2 separate regions of the Muntiacus reevesi genome follow, and region 1 is linked to region 2. A link is a contact called in public Hi-C data. All regions are on one chromosome and are shown on one strand. Each heading gives the region's core, a stretch centred on a gene start, on an enhancer-like site or on the middle of the called end of the contact. The rest is flanking DNA. Distances are from core to core; before and after follow the strand shown. Region 1 holds the start of GALNT4 (polypeptide N-acetylgalactosaminyltransferase 4). Region 2 holds the start of DUSP6 (dual specificity phosphatase 6).

Region 1 (7,222 bases), core at 3,335-5,834, 170 kb before region 2:
AAGGTACTTAGAAGAGTACCTGGCATGTGGTGAGCCTATCATAGGTATTTGAAAAAAAATTTTTAAAGCAGCTTTTAAGTGATGGGACAATCTGTGATTTTCTTTTCCTATTCAATTAAAAATATTTATTTTTTGATAATTGGAAAAAAGTTAAAATTTTTTTTTAACCAAGTGTGCATGTTCAGTTGTGACTGACTCTTTGCCACCCTATGGACCATAGCCCACCAGGCTCCTCTGTCCATGGGATTTTCCAGGCAATAATCCTAGAGTGGGTTGCCTGTTTCTCCTCCAGTGGATATTCCTGATCAAGGGATTGAACATGCATCTCTCTGGTCTCCTGCATTGGCAGGTGGATTCTTTACCAACTGCACCACCTGGGAAACTTTTTTTTTTTTTAATTCTTATTTATTTTTGGCTGTGCTGGGTCTTCCTTGCTGCATGGACTTTTCTATAGTTGCGACAAGCGGGAGCTACTCTCTAGTTGTGGGGTGCACGGAGCTTGTCATTGCGGTGGCTTCGCTTGTTTCGCAGCATGGGCTCCAGGGCGCACAGGAGTCCAGTAGGCGTGACTTCCGGGCTCCGGGGCTCACGTGGGTTCAGTAGTCGTGGACCCTGGGCTCCGGGGCGCACGTGAGTCCAGCAGACGTGACTTCCGGGCTCCAGGGCGCAGGCTCAGTGGTTGTGCCCCTGGGCTTGGTTGCTTCTCAGCATGTGGGATCTTCCTGGATCAGGGATCGAACCCATGTCTCTGGCATTTGCACGTAGATTCTTTACCCCTAAGCCGCCAGGGATGCCTGTCACCTGGGAAACTATTTTAACTAAGAGAATTAGAGAAAAATCCATACTTAAAAATTTTCTCTGTCTCTTTTTTGAGCTAGTTTATACATCTCCAGCTTTTTCTGTTAATCTGCCAAACCCATTATTAGATATATCTTGGCTGTGAGAAACTTTGAGGTCCTCAGAGTTTTCAGAATTATTATGTATTTTATTATTTATTTTTATTGTAGTCAGATATACATAAGTATTACCATTTTAACTATTTTAAGTGTACAGTTCAATGGCATTAAGTATATTCACAATGTTTTGTAACAATCACCACTATTTCCAGAACTTCATCATTTCAAACAGAAACTCCACATCTGTTAAACAATAACTTTCCATTCTTCCTTATCCCCAGCCCATTCTGTTAACCTCCATTCTACTGTCTGTCTCTATGAATCCACATATTTGAGGTACCTCAATAGGTGGAATCATAAAATACATGTTCTTCTGTGTTTGGTCTATTCACTTAACATAATGTTTTAAGGTTTACCCATGCTGCAGCAGGCTTCCCTGGTGGCTCAGATGCTAAAGTATCCGCCTGCAATGTGGGAGACCTGGGTTTGATCCCTGGATGGGGAAGATCCCCTGGGGGGAGGACATGGCAACCCACTCCAGTATTCTTGCTTGGAGAATCCCCATGGACAAAGAAGCCTGGTGGGCTACAGTCCATGGGATCGAAAAGAGCCGGACACAATTGATACACTAAGCACCACATGGCATGTTGCAGCATGTATCAGAATTTCATTTCTTTTTATGACTAACAGTGCATTGTATGTATGTATCACACTTAATGATTTATCTGTTGGATACATGAATTGCCTCCACTTATTTGTTATTGTGAATAATGCTGCTATGAATATTGGTGTACAAGTATCTATTCCAGTCCCTGTTTTTAATCCACTTGGGTATATACCTCAGGGCTAAACTTTTAGGAACTGTCAACTGTTTCCACAGGGCTATATCCTTTTACATTCCCACAAGCATCCAGCATTATTTTTTAATATGTTGGTCTTTTTTTTTCTTTAAAGTCAAACCTGGACTGGGAGTAAGTAGCAAAGCTTAGAGTCCTGACACAGTTGCTGATACGTTGCTAGTAGCAACAATCTTGACACATCACCTCCTAGACTAGAGTGATGTTTCTCAATGTACATAGCTGAGACTCCAAGGCAATCACCTAAGAGGCTCATTATTAATACATCTGTAGGGTCCTTGATTCCACTTCATATATGCTGAATCAGCATCTTAGGGACTGCGGTCCCCTAAAATCATTATTATGCATGCTAAAACATGAAACTCAGAAACCTAGATTGTTGAGTTCCCAAAGGCGGGGAAAATACCTCAGTCACTTTTGTATCCCTCACTGCTAAATATCCTGAAGATAGTCAACAAACATATACTTGAACTAATAATGCAGTCTAAATTTGCTTGATTGCTATGTACAGTATTCATTACAACTAAATTCTATCACTAAACAACTAGTTAGAAAATCTGTAATAGTGTAGTAGCCTCTCATTTGTATAGACCATGTATCTTATCAGCTGTGGTCTATTATGCCATCTTATGCTGCCAAGAATCTTTATTCTATATGTAATTTTCAGCTGAGTCCTTCAAGCTTAGTAACAGGGTAAAAAAGGATATGGACTTGGAACTGGAAGAGCTGTCTTTGTGTAACCTTTGATAATTAAATCAAAATGTCTAAGAATCAAGTTTATAATTTCTAAAGGTCGGCAACATTTCCTAACTATCAACTTCGCAGTGTTGCTGAAGCTCAAATGATATTCTATGTAGGAAAGTCTACGGTAGCAACGTCTATAGTTACTATGAGGCCGGGTAATTTAAACCGAACAAAAAATATGTTTCTAAGTCTTCCTAAAGACCTCAAATATGCTACTGTATCAATGAGCAGCTTTAAGACACAGGCAAACGAGATTGGAACAGAAACACGGCAGAAGAACCTTAAGTGGATGGAAAACATTCGTTCATTCATTCATCACGTTTATCCAGCATCTACATTTATAACACGCTGGGCGTGTGTGAAAAATAGTGATTAAATAAATTCAAGTCTTTCCTTCAGAGATTTAGTACTTTTGTGTATATTAATAAATAGCAAGCTGCCTCATTTCAGATCAAACTCTCTTCCGCATCAAAAAATAAGATGTCCTGGACCCGCTTCAAATTCGCGCGCGCTGTCTCTTTAACGCGTAATAGAATTCTGATTGCATCGATCACAGGTTCGTAACCCTCTCCCAACCATCGGTCTCCTACCTATCTCGGTTACTACCCTCCTTCAGGTTATCAAGCCGGGGGAAGCTCAGGTGTTAGCAAACGCTGGCTTTGCTGTGTGGCGACACCTGATGCCGGGGCGTCCGGCTTGCCAGGTGGCGGAGGTCCGGCTTTCCGCGGCGCGGGCGCAGCCTCGGAGCTCGGCTGGCCACGCCTGGAGCGCGGGGTTGGACTGGGGCGCCGTTGTTGTAGTGACCGGGAGGCGCTGCCGCTCCGGGCGGACAGTTCCGGGCACCGCACGGTCCCCCTTCCTACCCCGTCCCCTCCCTCCCCCCGGTTCCCCCTGCGGGCAGGAGCCGGGAGCTGAGCGCTCCCCCATGGCCTCCTCCCCGGTAAGGACTGGCTGCGGTGCGCCTCCCCGGAGCCGGTCCCGCGGGTCGGGGAGCCAGGTCGGGGCTACACCCGCACCTGGCGGGACATGGAGGCAGGAGTCCTCAGCCGAGTCCCGAGCCGAGAGCTCCGCGCCCCTCGCCCCGGGGCGCCCGCGACTCATCCCTTGCCTCCGGGGGGCACCGGCAGCGCCGAGCCCTGACGGAGCCCCGGGCGCTCCTCCCCGAGTCCCCGAGCTCCGACCGCCCCGGCGGCCCCATGGTCCCCCCAGAATTCTCTTAGGGTTTCCGTGGAGCGCCTGCGTCAGAATCACCTGGGAGGTTTTTGAAAAGTACAGAAGCCGGGGGGTCCCGCCTCGCACCTGTGACCGCAAGCCTGCGGGCGGGGCCCCGGAACGTGCATTTCAGTCGCTCTGCCCAGGTGGTCTGCGGCGGGCGCCCGCTTCTGGGCAGCGCTTGGCGGAGATTCCGCCGGCTCTGCGGGCGGAGGCTGGTGCTCGGCGTACACCCCAATATAGCTGCGGCCGCGCGTGCTTGCTCGGGGCGCTGCTGCTCCCCACAACCCTCCACCGATGTGGCGGTTCCCGGGCCGGCTCCCGCGGGCGGGGACCGAGCTCCTCTCCGACCCCCGCACATTCGAGGTCTGCACCTGCTTTCAAAACTTGACAACTTTCCTTCCCAGGAGGACCCGGTTCTGGAGCGTTACTTTAAGGGCCACAAAGCTGCGATCACCTCTGTGGACTTTAGCCCCAACGGCAAACAACTTGGTGAGTTTTCTCGTGTGTGTGTGTGTGTGTGTGTGTGTGTGTGTGTGTGTGTGTGTGTGATGAGACGCTCAATCGGTGGGAACCCTTGCCGCCCGTCCACGCTGGGTCCCCAGGAGAGCCACCTCTGAGGATCTATATGGGTGGAATCGTGTTGAGAACGGCCGAGATGCAGTCGGAGCCGGAGTGGACCCGAGCCCAGGGTCACCTTGGTGCTCCCGGGACCCCCAGGCCCCGCAGGGTCGCGCACAGGCCTGGGCCGGGCCCGGGCCTGGCCGGCCGCTGGCGCGAAGTCGCCGCCAGGGGGAGGAAGTGGGAAGGGGAGGGGTTTGCCCTCGGCCCGGGGAGGGTGGGGTGTTGCTGGCTGCAGAGTTTGTGAAAAGTTGTGAGGCAGGCGGGAGGAAGTGGGGAGAGAGGACTTGGGACTGCACCGGAGGCCGTGCCCCGCGGAGGTCCCAGGTGACCCCCAGGAAGCCCCCGCGGCTGCCGAGGAGCCGAACGCCTGCATGAAAGGAGGGACCTGCTCGGAAGTTCGCTGCTACCTGAGCCCGGAGCTCAAGCGTCGGGTCCCGCAGCCTTTCCCCGGCGCGCGGTGACTCTGGTGGCCGCGTCCGCGCCCCAGCCATGAGGATCCGGATGGCCGTGAGGTGGACGTGGGCAGGCAAAAGCTGCCTGCTGCTGGCGCTTCTCACAGGGGCCTACCTCCTAGTGGAACTCTCCGTCTCCACTTTCCATGTCTCCTTGCGAGTCGGCGGTGCCCGGGAGCCGGGGTCAAGACAGCTCTCCGAGCCGGGGAAGAAAGCAGTGGATTTGTCTCGGCCGCTATATGAGAAGCCCCCTGCAGATTCCCATGCCCTTGGGGAGTGGGGGAAAGCCAGCAAGCTCCAGCTCAGCGAGAGCGAGCTGAAGCAGCAAGAGGAACTCATTGAGAGATATGCCATTAACATTTACCTCAGTGACAGGATTTCCCTGCACCGCCACATAGAGGATAAGAGAATGTATGAGTGTAAGTCCAAGAAGTTTAACTATAGGAGACTTCCCACCACTTCTGTCATCATCGCTTTCTATAACGAAGCCTGGTCGACCTTACTTCGCACCATCCACAGTGTTTTGGAAACTTCTCCCGCAGTCCTTCTGAAGGAGATCATCTTAGTCGATGACTTGAGCGACAGAATCTATTTGAAGACACAGCTGGAGACTTATGTCAGCAATCTGGATAGAGTCCGCCTGATTAGAACAAACAAACGGGAAGGGCTGGTGAGGGCCCGTCTGATTGGGGCCACTTTTGCCACTGGCGACGTCCTCACTTTCCTGGATTGTCACTGTGAGTGCAATACTGGCTGGCTGGAGCCACTTTTGGAAAGGATTCATAAGGATGAAACAGTGATCATTTGTCCTGTTATAGACACCATCGACTGGAATACTTTTGAATTCTATATGCAGACTGGGGAGCCCATGATTGGTGGGTTCGACTGGCGTCTAACCTTCCAGTGGCATTCTGTCCCCAAACATGAGAAGGACAGGCGTAAATCGAGAATTGAACCATTCAGATCGCCCACCATGGCCGGAGGACTGTTTGCGGTCAGCAAGAAGTATTTCCAGTACCTCGGAACTTATGACACGGGGATGGAAGTGTGGGGAGGTGAAAACCTGGAGCTGTCTTTCAGGGTGTGGCAGTGTGGAGGTAAACTGGAGATCCACCCATGTTCCCACGTGGGCCACGTATTCCCTAAGCGGGCACCATATGCTCGGCCCAATTTCCTACAGAATACTGCTCGGGCAGCGGAAGTCTGGATGGACGAGTACAAGGAGCATTTCTACAATCGAAACCCTCCAGCAAGGAAAGAAGCTTATGGCGATATTTCTGAAAGAAAATTACTACGGGAAAGGCTGAGGTGCAAGAGCTTTGACTGGTATTTGAAAAATGTGTTTTCTACTTTGCACGTTCCAGAGGATAGGCCAGGCTGGCACGGAGCTATTCGCAGTATTGGGATCTCTTCTGAATGTTTAGATTATAATGCTCCTGACAACAACCCCACAAGTGCTAACCTTTCCCTATTTGGATGCCACGGTCAAGGAGGCAATCAATTCTTTGAATATACCTCCAACAAAGAAATAAGGTTTAATTCGGTGACGGAGTTATGTGCAGAAGTTGCCGAGCTAAGAAAGCATGTGGGAATGCAGAATTGTCCCAAAGATGGGTTTCCTATCCCAGCAAACATTATTTGGCATTTTAAAGAAGATGGAACTGTTTTTCATCCCCACTCAGGACTGTGTCTCAGTGCTTACCGGACACCCGAGGGCCGGCCCGATGTTCAGATGAGAACTTGTGATGCCCTAGATAAAAATCAAATCTGGAAGTTTGAGAAATAGATGAGCATAACAGCACTTTGGTCTGGAACTGACAATAGCTTCAGGGGAGTCAGCCTGCAGAGAGCCTCAGTGAAGATTTATTTCATCATCATTCACCCAGTGGTCATCTGCAAGAGCTCTGTAAAAGCGGTGGAGCGTTTTGGTTAAAACAAAACACGGAACCTGGGTGCGCAGAGAGCTGTTGTTTAATATTTCAAAGTGCCTTATTTGGGGTTGTTTTATTTAAGAGCTTTGTCAATATGTTCTCTTACTTCTTAAAGAAGTTGACTCGACTGTGACTTGAGATACACAAAACATTTAAGTGCCAGACTTAATATTAAAGAATATAAAAGTCCAAGCAAAATGAGGGATGATTTATGTTGATGGGTAAGTTCACTGCACATCTCATTAAAAAGAAAAAACAAAAAAACTCAGAAATGTGCAGTTCAAGCTGTTGCTATTTTTGTTGTACATAGAATTTGAATTTCCTTTAGTCAGCATGTGAAATTTTAGGTTTTGTTTAGTTTTTTAATTCTAATTTTCTGTTACTCAAATAGAAATCAAGGAAAGTTACTCTTCAGGAGAAAGGCCTGGTTTAGTTATATTGTCACTGGATGTGAATTGGAATTGAGTTTAAAGGTCTTCCTAACATACAGACATCTCAGAAAAATA
Region 2 (6,984 bases), core at 23-2,522:
AGGCGCTCGGCGCCAGCTGAACTGGGCTGCGGAGGCGGCGGGTGCTCACGAGGAGCGCAACGCGCAGGAGGGGGCAGTGTTCCGCTAGTGCCCGGCGACTTGCAAGGGAGGGGGTTGCTGCCCCGGGAAGGAAGGGGCTGACCAGGCGCGGGTTGTCGGGGTGGCTCCGTTCTCACATGCCTCGGTCTACAGTAAGCCAATCGCCGAACCCACCTTGAGCCCCTGCAGCCTGCAGGCCTTGCGGGAGGACTTCCCCACGCTTTGCGGATGGTGGGGACAGCCTGCCCGGCTCCGCGTGCACCTCGTCCAGGAAGCCCCTCCAGGGAGGCTCCTGTGTCTGGAAGCTGAGCTCGCTGCTCAGAAATGATTAACGAGCGCTACCCCCAGCGCGCAGTGGGTGACGGCGGGGACCGGGGAGGGGGTGCTTGGATCCCCGGAACAATGGCTTGTAATGCCCCCCCCCCCCCGAGGAATAAAAGGATCAGACTGCCCAACGACTTTGTTCTGCAGTCTCCACTGGTTTTTAAAAAATTAATTAAAACGCCGTTTTGTCTTTTTTTTTTTTTTTTTTAAAGAGGCTTGCTTCCTATTATCTGAACTTCCAAGCATTTGCTTGCTTAAAAATGTTTCAACAAAATCCTGGTTTGTTTCAAAAGATGTTGGATTAGCATTTAACACCTCATCGGTCACTAAAGCCCAGGCAGTTTACCAGCCCCAACAGAGCCTCGGCTAAAAGAACATCAGGGGAAACAGAGCTGGGCTTTTAAAACTGGCAAACAAATGCCACACACACTGCCTAAGGGGCGGGGGGAGGGAGGGAGCGATCGTGAACTCCAGTGCAAATGAGTTTAAAGGGAAGAAAAGGGAAAAAGTCAGCACAAGTTTCCCTAAAGCTAGCTTGCGCTCACAGGCGTCGCGAACAAGGGCTTTTGTGCCCGCTAATTGCACCATTTGTGCGCAAAAGTTTCGACGTGAAGTGCGAACTCTCAACAGAAGGAAACATGAGACAACTGAAGTGCCCCGGTTTCTGTGCCCTGCTCCTCCTCCGCCGCCGCCTCCTCTTCTTTCTCCTTCCTCCCGCGGAGTCCGCTGTTGCAGCTTGTTTGCACTGGGGCTTATCCGGAGCGGAAATTCCTTTCCGTTTTTGTGAATGACAAACTCATTAACAATTCATCAACACAACCTGTTCCAGCCGGCCCGTCCCCACGGCAACAGCCCCTTCCGCAGAGCGCTCATTGGCTGGCCCGGAGAATGTATCCATTGAGACGCTCGCTGTTTGTATCCATTGAGGAGCTGCCTCGCGCAGGGGGTGTGCGAGCGCCGCGTCCTAGGGAGAGTGAGCAATCGAGGTTTGAATAATCCTAGGAGAAAGACGGCCGGGTGGATTTGAGGTGCAATCTTGGAGGGAGGGATTAGGAGCCGCTGGACTTTTCTTTCCTCCCTTCTCGGTAGCACGGAGTCCGAATTAATTGGATTTCATTCACCCTGGAGGAACAAAACTGTCTGGGCAGCTTCATTCAGAGAGATTCATTGACACCGAGAACGAGCGGCTGCAGCCGGGTGCAGAGGGAACCGCTGGCTTCACTTCGGTCTCGCCTGCCCCAACCGCTATCCCGGCTTGGGAAGGGCGAGGTGGACTCCAACCCCGCTCCGAGAGCGGCGGCTTCCCGCGGCGCGCTCGGCCTCTGCCTGCCCCGAGGGGCGTCTGATAGGCACCCCACCCTCTCCGGCAGCTCGACCCCCATGATAGATACGCTCAGACCCGTGCCCTTCGCGTCGGAAATGGCGATCAGCAAGACGGTGGCGTGGCTCAACGAGCAGCTGGAGCTGGGAAACGAGAGGCTGCTGCTGATGGACTGCCGGCCGCAGGAGCTCTACGAGTCGTCCCACATCGAGTCGGCCATCAACGTGGCCATCCCGGGGATCATGCTGCGGCGCCTGCAGAAGGGCAACCTGCCGGTGCGCGCGCTGTTCACGCGCGGCGAGGACCGGGACCGCTTCACGCGGCGCTGCGGCACGGACACCGTGGTGCTCTACGATGAGAGCAGCAGCGACTGGAACGAGAATACGGGCGGAGAGTCGGTGCTCGGGCTGCTGCTCAAGAAGCTCAAGGACGAGGGCTGCCGGGCGTTCTACCTGGAAGGTACGAGCCGGGGGGCTCCGCGCGGGGGGCCAGGCGGAGGACACCGGGCTGCCGGCTGCAGGCAAGGCGCCCGGCCGGCCATTCTGAGCCCACTGCTGCGCCCGGGGGTTGTCTGCCTGCCCTGCGGGCCTCGCGAGTCCCGCACCCACGAACTTGGCCCGCGCGGAACCGGCCCGCTTCCGGCCGCACTCATGGGCCATTTCTTTCTCACCACCTCTGCTTTCTGCCCGAAATGTCCTCCCTCTTTGCCTACTTTCTGTCGTTCGATTTTTGATTGAGATTTTGCAGGACGGTTGTGGTGCAGGTTGGCACCTCCTAGCCCTGCAAGATATTCGGAAAAGTTGCCATTTTGTGCATTTCCGGATTCAAAAGAATGAGGGTTCCCCGGGGAGGCGGGCCGTTTGTTCTGTTCCCAAGGGTGCACATTTAAGTGTCTTTCTCTTATATTTGGTTTCGCGTGTAGGGGGGTTGGTAGAGTTCTGTGGTGTGTTTCTACGTGCGGCTGCGGCTCTCAAAGCTGTGAAAACTACTACGGGATCTCGGGTTACATGATTGTTTTTCTCCTCCTGGCAGGTGGTTTCAGTAAGTTCCAAGCCGAGTTCGCCCTGCACTGCGAGACCAATCTAGACGGCTCGTGTAGCAGCAGCTCGCCACCCTTGCCCGTGCTGGGGCTCGGGGGCCTGCGGATCAGCTCCGACTCCTCCTCGGACATTGAGTCTGACCTTGACCGAGACCCCAATAGTGCAACGGACTCGGATGGCAGCCCACTGTCCAACAGTCAGCCTTCTTTCCCCGTGGAGATCTTGCCCTTCCTCTATTTGGGCTGTGCCAAGGACTCCACCAACCTGGACGTGTTGGAGGAGTTTGGCATCAAGTACATCTTGAACGTCACCCCCAACTTGCCGAATCTCTTTGAGAATGCAGGAGAGTTCAAATACAAGCAGATCCCCATCTCGGATCACTGGAGCCAAAACCTGTCCCAGTTTTTCCCTGAGGCCATTTCTTTCATAGGTGAGACTAATGAACAATTCTCGCTCAGACTTCAAACGCAAAATTTTTCACCACTCTTAGAGTTTAAGCTATTCATCTTTCTGGCTGCTTGCTAATTTGTGGCACTGCAGGTATCAAATGTTTCAGGACGGTTCTTGATTCTGGTATAGCTTCTTGCTTTAAAAAAAAAAAGTGTCTTTTGACCAGGCTGCGGACCACAGGTGTATTGCAAATTTTGTCTATTGTTTGACTCTGACTCCAGTCATTTGAAAGAGTGGCCATTTGTACGTAGACCGCTGAGTTTTCCCACCATCTTTGGACTGGAGGAGGACCAGGTAGAAGTACTCTTGGTAGATAGGAATCCTAGCATGGCTTTATAATTTTAAAAGACCGACCTGGGAGTTGTTTTAGGATACCAGGTTAGTTGTTGGAAGGCTCTGTGAATGCGAGATGCTGTAATCCAACTGAATGTTACTGTGATACCGGTGCACAGTGAGACAGTGAGGGTAACCTGAGCCCAGCAGGAAGAACTGTGGGCTGAAAGCCTGGAGAAGCGAATCTCCAGGCATTGTAATGCATTTCCTATTACAAAGGAACTCATTTTCAGGCCATGTCGACATCCTGTTCCTCCTAATGGGCTGTCCCCTGTGACTTCCCTCTCTCTTTTTTAAAATGCCTGAATACCTCCATTGTTAGCTGCACAACAGTTGGAGAATAATTTAATAGACCCTTGCAGTCTGCTTGTCTGTATAAAAGGCATTCACGACCATATTGCAGGGTTTCTGGTATTCACATGCTGAGGCAAAGAATGCACACATTAAGGGGTTTTGTGTTGGCAGAAACTTAATACAAAAGCTCCCTTTTCAGAAAATATCTGAAATATGTAATTGTGCCCAGTGTACATGTTTTAGCCCAGTGATACATTTTCTGCTGCCTGCAGGGCTCAGTTGCCACACACAATTATTTTTTAATCTTTAGTATTATTATTACTCAGGTTTTAGACTGATTATTCACAAAGGGGGGTTTTCGGTCTACTGATATATTTTTCCCTTTTCTTTTTCTGTTTACAGATGAAGCCCGGGGCAAAAACTGTGGTGTCCTGGTGCATTGCTTAGCTGGCATCAGTCGCTCGGTCACTGTGACTGTGGCTTACCTTATGCAGAAGCTCAATCTGTCGATGAACGATGCTTATGACATTGTGAAGATGAAGAAATCCAACATCTCCCCCAACTTCAACTTCATGGGCCAGCTGCTGGACTTCGAGAGGACGCTGGGACTGAGTAGCCCCTGTGACAACCGCGTGCCCACACAGCAGCTCTATTTCACCACCCCCTCCAACCAGAATGTGTACCAGGTGGACTCTCTGCAATCCACGTGAAGGCCCCCGCCCCCCCCACTGGAATGTGTCCAGTCGATCCTTAGCAGTTTCTCTTAGCAGCATCAGCCAGGCTGCTTTCTTTGTATGTGGCCCCAGGTGTCAGCAGGACACCAGCTGTCTGTATTCGACAAGGTTACCACGTATGGAATTGGTTATTCCCAAGGGAGAGATTTGCTCCCTTCCTGTTGGAAGAACAGGACCTGCTGTATAGACCTAGGCCGTAGGTTCGCTCCACACCCGTGTGTACAGCCTACCCCTGCAGGGACTGGAATTCGAGGACTTCCAGGTACATAGGGTAGGACCAAACGGTAGGGTAGGAGCATGTGTTCTTTCGGGCCTTGTGTGACTGTTTCTTTTGCATCTGGAACTGATTCTATATTGTCTTCAGTGAAGACCGATTCAACTTTGCATATAAAGGAGCCAAAGAGAGGTTTCAGCTCTGTATTTGTAGTGTCAGTTTGCAAAAAAAAAAAAAAAAAAAAATCAATCAAATGAATCTCATATTCCATTTGATTATTGTAAATATTTGATCTTAAATCACTTGACTGTTTGTTTGAACTGTGTTTTTCCTTTGATGGGTTGAAAAGAAATCATCCAAAGGGAGAAAGAGCAGTTTGCCACTTAAAAACAATGGAAACTTTTGCTCTTTTTGAATCCAAAGGATATATTTGCAGCATGCTCAACGTTACCAATTCTGAATGACATTTTCATGGACACTTAACTAATCATGGAGACCTTGTTATGGTGCAGTCTTCAGTCTCTTTCATGTATCTTCCTTGTGACTTTTTTTCTCCTTAATGTAGTTTGATTCTGCCTTATCTTTGTAAATATTTTGGTTTGTATTGTCTCAGAGTGGATATCTTGGAAAGACACCAAAATCATGGGCTCACTTTTTTTGTTGTTGAAACTTCAGCTGTGCTAAGCAGTATCTTACCTCTGTACAAAATTCTTCAGGGAGTGTCACCTCAAATGCAATACTTTGGGTTGGTTTCTTTCCTTTTTAAAAACAATTTGTGTGAAACTGGAAGCGTGTGTGTGTGTGTATGTGAAAGTGAGCATGGGTACTCATTCAATAGGCGACATGCATATGATTGTGAAGGAAGGAGACAAGCAGCTCCATATGTTCATGGTGTAAAGTTCTGAGCTGAAATTTTATTATAAGAATGTAAAACCTTAAATTATTAATAAATGACTATTTTGGCTATCAAATGTGTATTTTTTCAAAATCTCTCCTTAATTGTACTTTAGATGTGAAGTGGTAAATTCTAGGATTTTTCAGTTGGGGATTGCTACTGGCTTGTATAAAATAACATGTAGGAATATTGGGGCAAAGTTCTCACCTCAAACTATTTCCAAGAAGTTTTCAGGTGCAGTTTATGAAATTAGCCTTTTGCTTCAAATAAAAGTGATGTAATGGAAGGGATTGACTATATCATTTCCTATGAGTGTGAGTGTGAAATTCGCTCAGTCGTGTCCGACTCTGATCCCATGGACTCTGCTGTCCCTGCTCTGCTGTCCATGGAATTCTCCAGGTGAGAGTACTGGAGTGGGCAGCCATTCTCTTCCCCAGAGGATCTTCCCAGCCCAGGGATTGAACCAGGGTCTCTTGCGTTGCAGGCAGAGTCTTTACCATCTGAGCCGCCAGGGAAGTTCATATCATTCCTATGGACAAAATATAGTAAGGCTGGCTTATTTAAGAAAACTGTGATGCTCTTGAAGGAAAATGGTGTCATAAGAGCATAGCTTTCTGAAATTACAATATTTAGATATTCATGAACAGTCGTAAAGAGAAGGCTTCAGAATAACAAGATGACAGAGCATTAACCTCTTGATTTTCCCTGTCAGGGTCTTCTGCTCAGTAATACACATACCAGGAAGAAAGTAGAGATAATTAATTCTCTGGCTTGTAACTGGAACTTGTGCCTGCAAATTCTAGTATTGGAATAGTAAATGAATCAGGGGTGGTAGAGTCTCCCCTTTGGTGTATGTGACAGAACACAGCTAAGCTAAGCTGAGAGTCTGGATGTGGCCACAATATCACATTAGCACTTGAAGCATCACCACTCCTGTTCTAATGCGCTTGTGCTTAACTAATTTAGAATGTGGGTCAGAAACCCCTGTTGATAAAGTTTTTTTTTTTTTTAATGTTGAGGTTATTTTGAACCATTAATTTTCAAGGTAAAGGCTTCATATTCTGTCACTTCCCTCAGGACATCCCTCTCCTTGTCCCTAGTGTCCAAGTACACAAAACAAAAATAAAAGACAAGTGTATGAAATCAAAAAGAACTAGAACATACACTTCCAGCCCTTTTGAAGAAGCTTAGTCCCTTTGTCTGCAGTGGAGAGAAAAGCGAGCTTTTCACGCACACGGTACATGGGGGATGTCAGTTGGATTATCAGCTAGGAGGCAAATAACCCTGATTCTCTGGCAATTGTATCAAGCTGTCCCATGTGACTTTTAGCAGCTAAGCAT

Evidence for each region. Hi-C and Micro-C count contacts between places; a contact is called where the count stands out from the background.
Region 1: a contact with region 2 is called in a Hi-C map of blood, with 2.2 times the contacts expected there. The contact joins the promoter of GALNT4 here to the promoter of DUSP6 in region 2. A contact is called at or near these places in 2 of 3 Hi-C or Micro-C datasets (blood and muscle).

What each region holds. Positions count from the first base shown.
Region 1 is chr4:136,128,652-136,135,873 of mMunRee1.1, reverse strand. It overlaps GALNT4 (polypeptide N-acetylgalactosaminyltransferase 4), which reads left to right and starts at 4,584. Exons shown (of 1, transcript XM_065934186.1): 1 at 4,584-7,222. The coding sequence starts at 4,823. The coding sequence ends at 6,571. POC1B (POC1 centriolar protein B) reads left to right here and starts at 3,314. Exons shown (of 11, transcript XM_065934184.1): 1 at 3,314-3,437; 2 at 4,117-4,201. The coding sequence starts at 3,423.
Region 2 is chr4:135,955,112-135,962,095 of mMunRee1.1, reverse strand. DUSP6 (dual specificity phosphatase 6) reads left to right here and starts at 1,272. Exons shown (of 3, transcript XM_065934181.1): 1 at 1,272-2,143; 2 at 2,717-3,154; 3 at 4,204-5,720. The coding sequence starts at 1,744. The coding sequence ends at 4,511.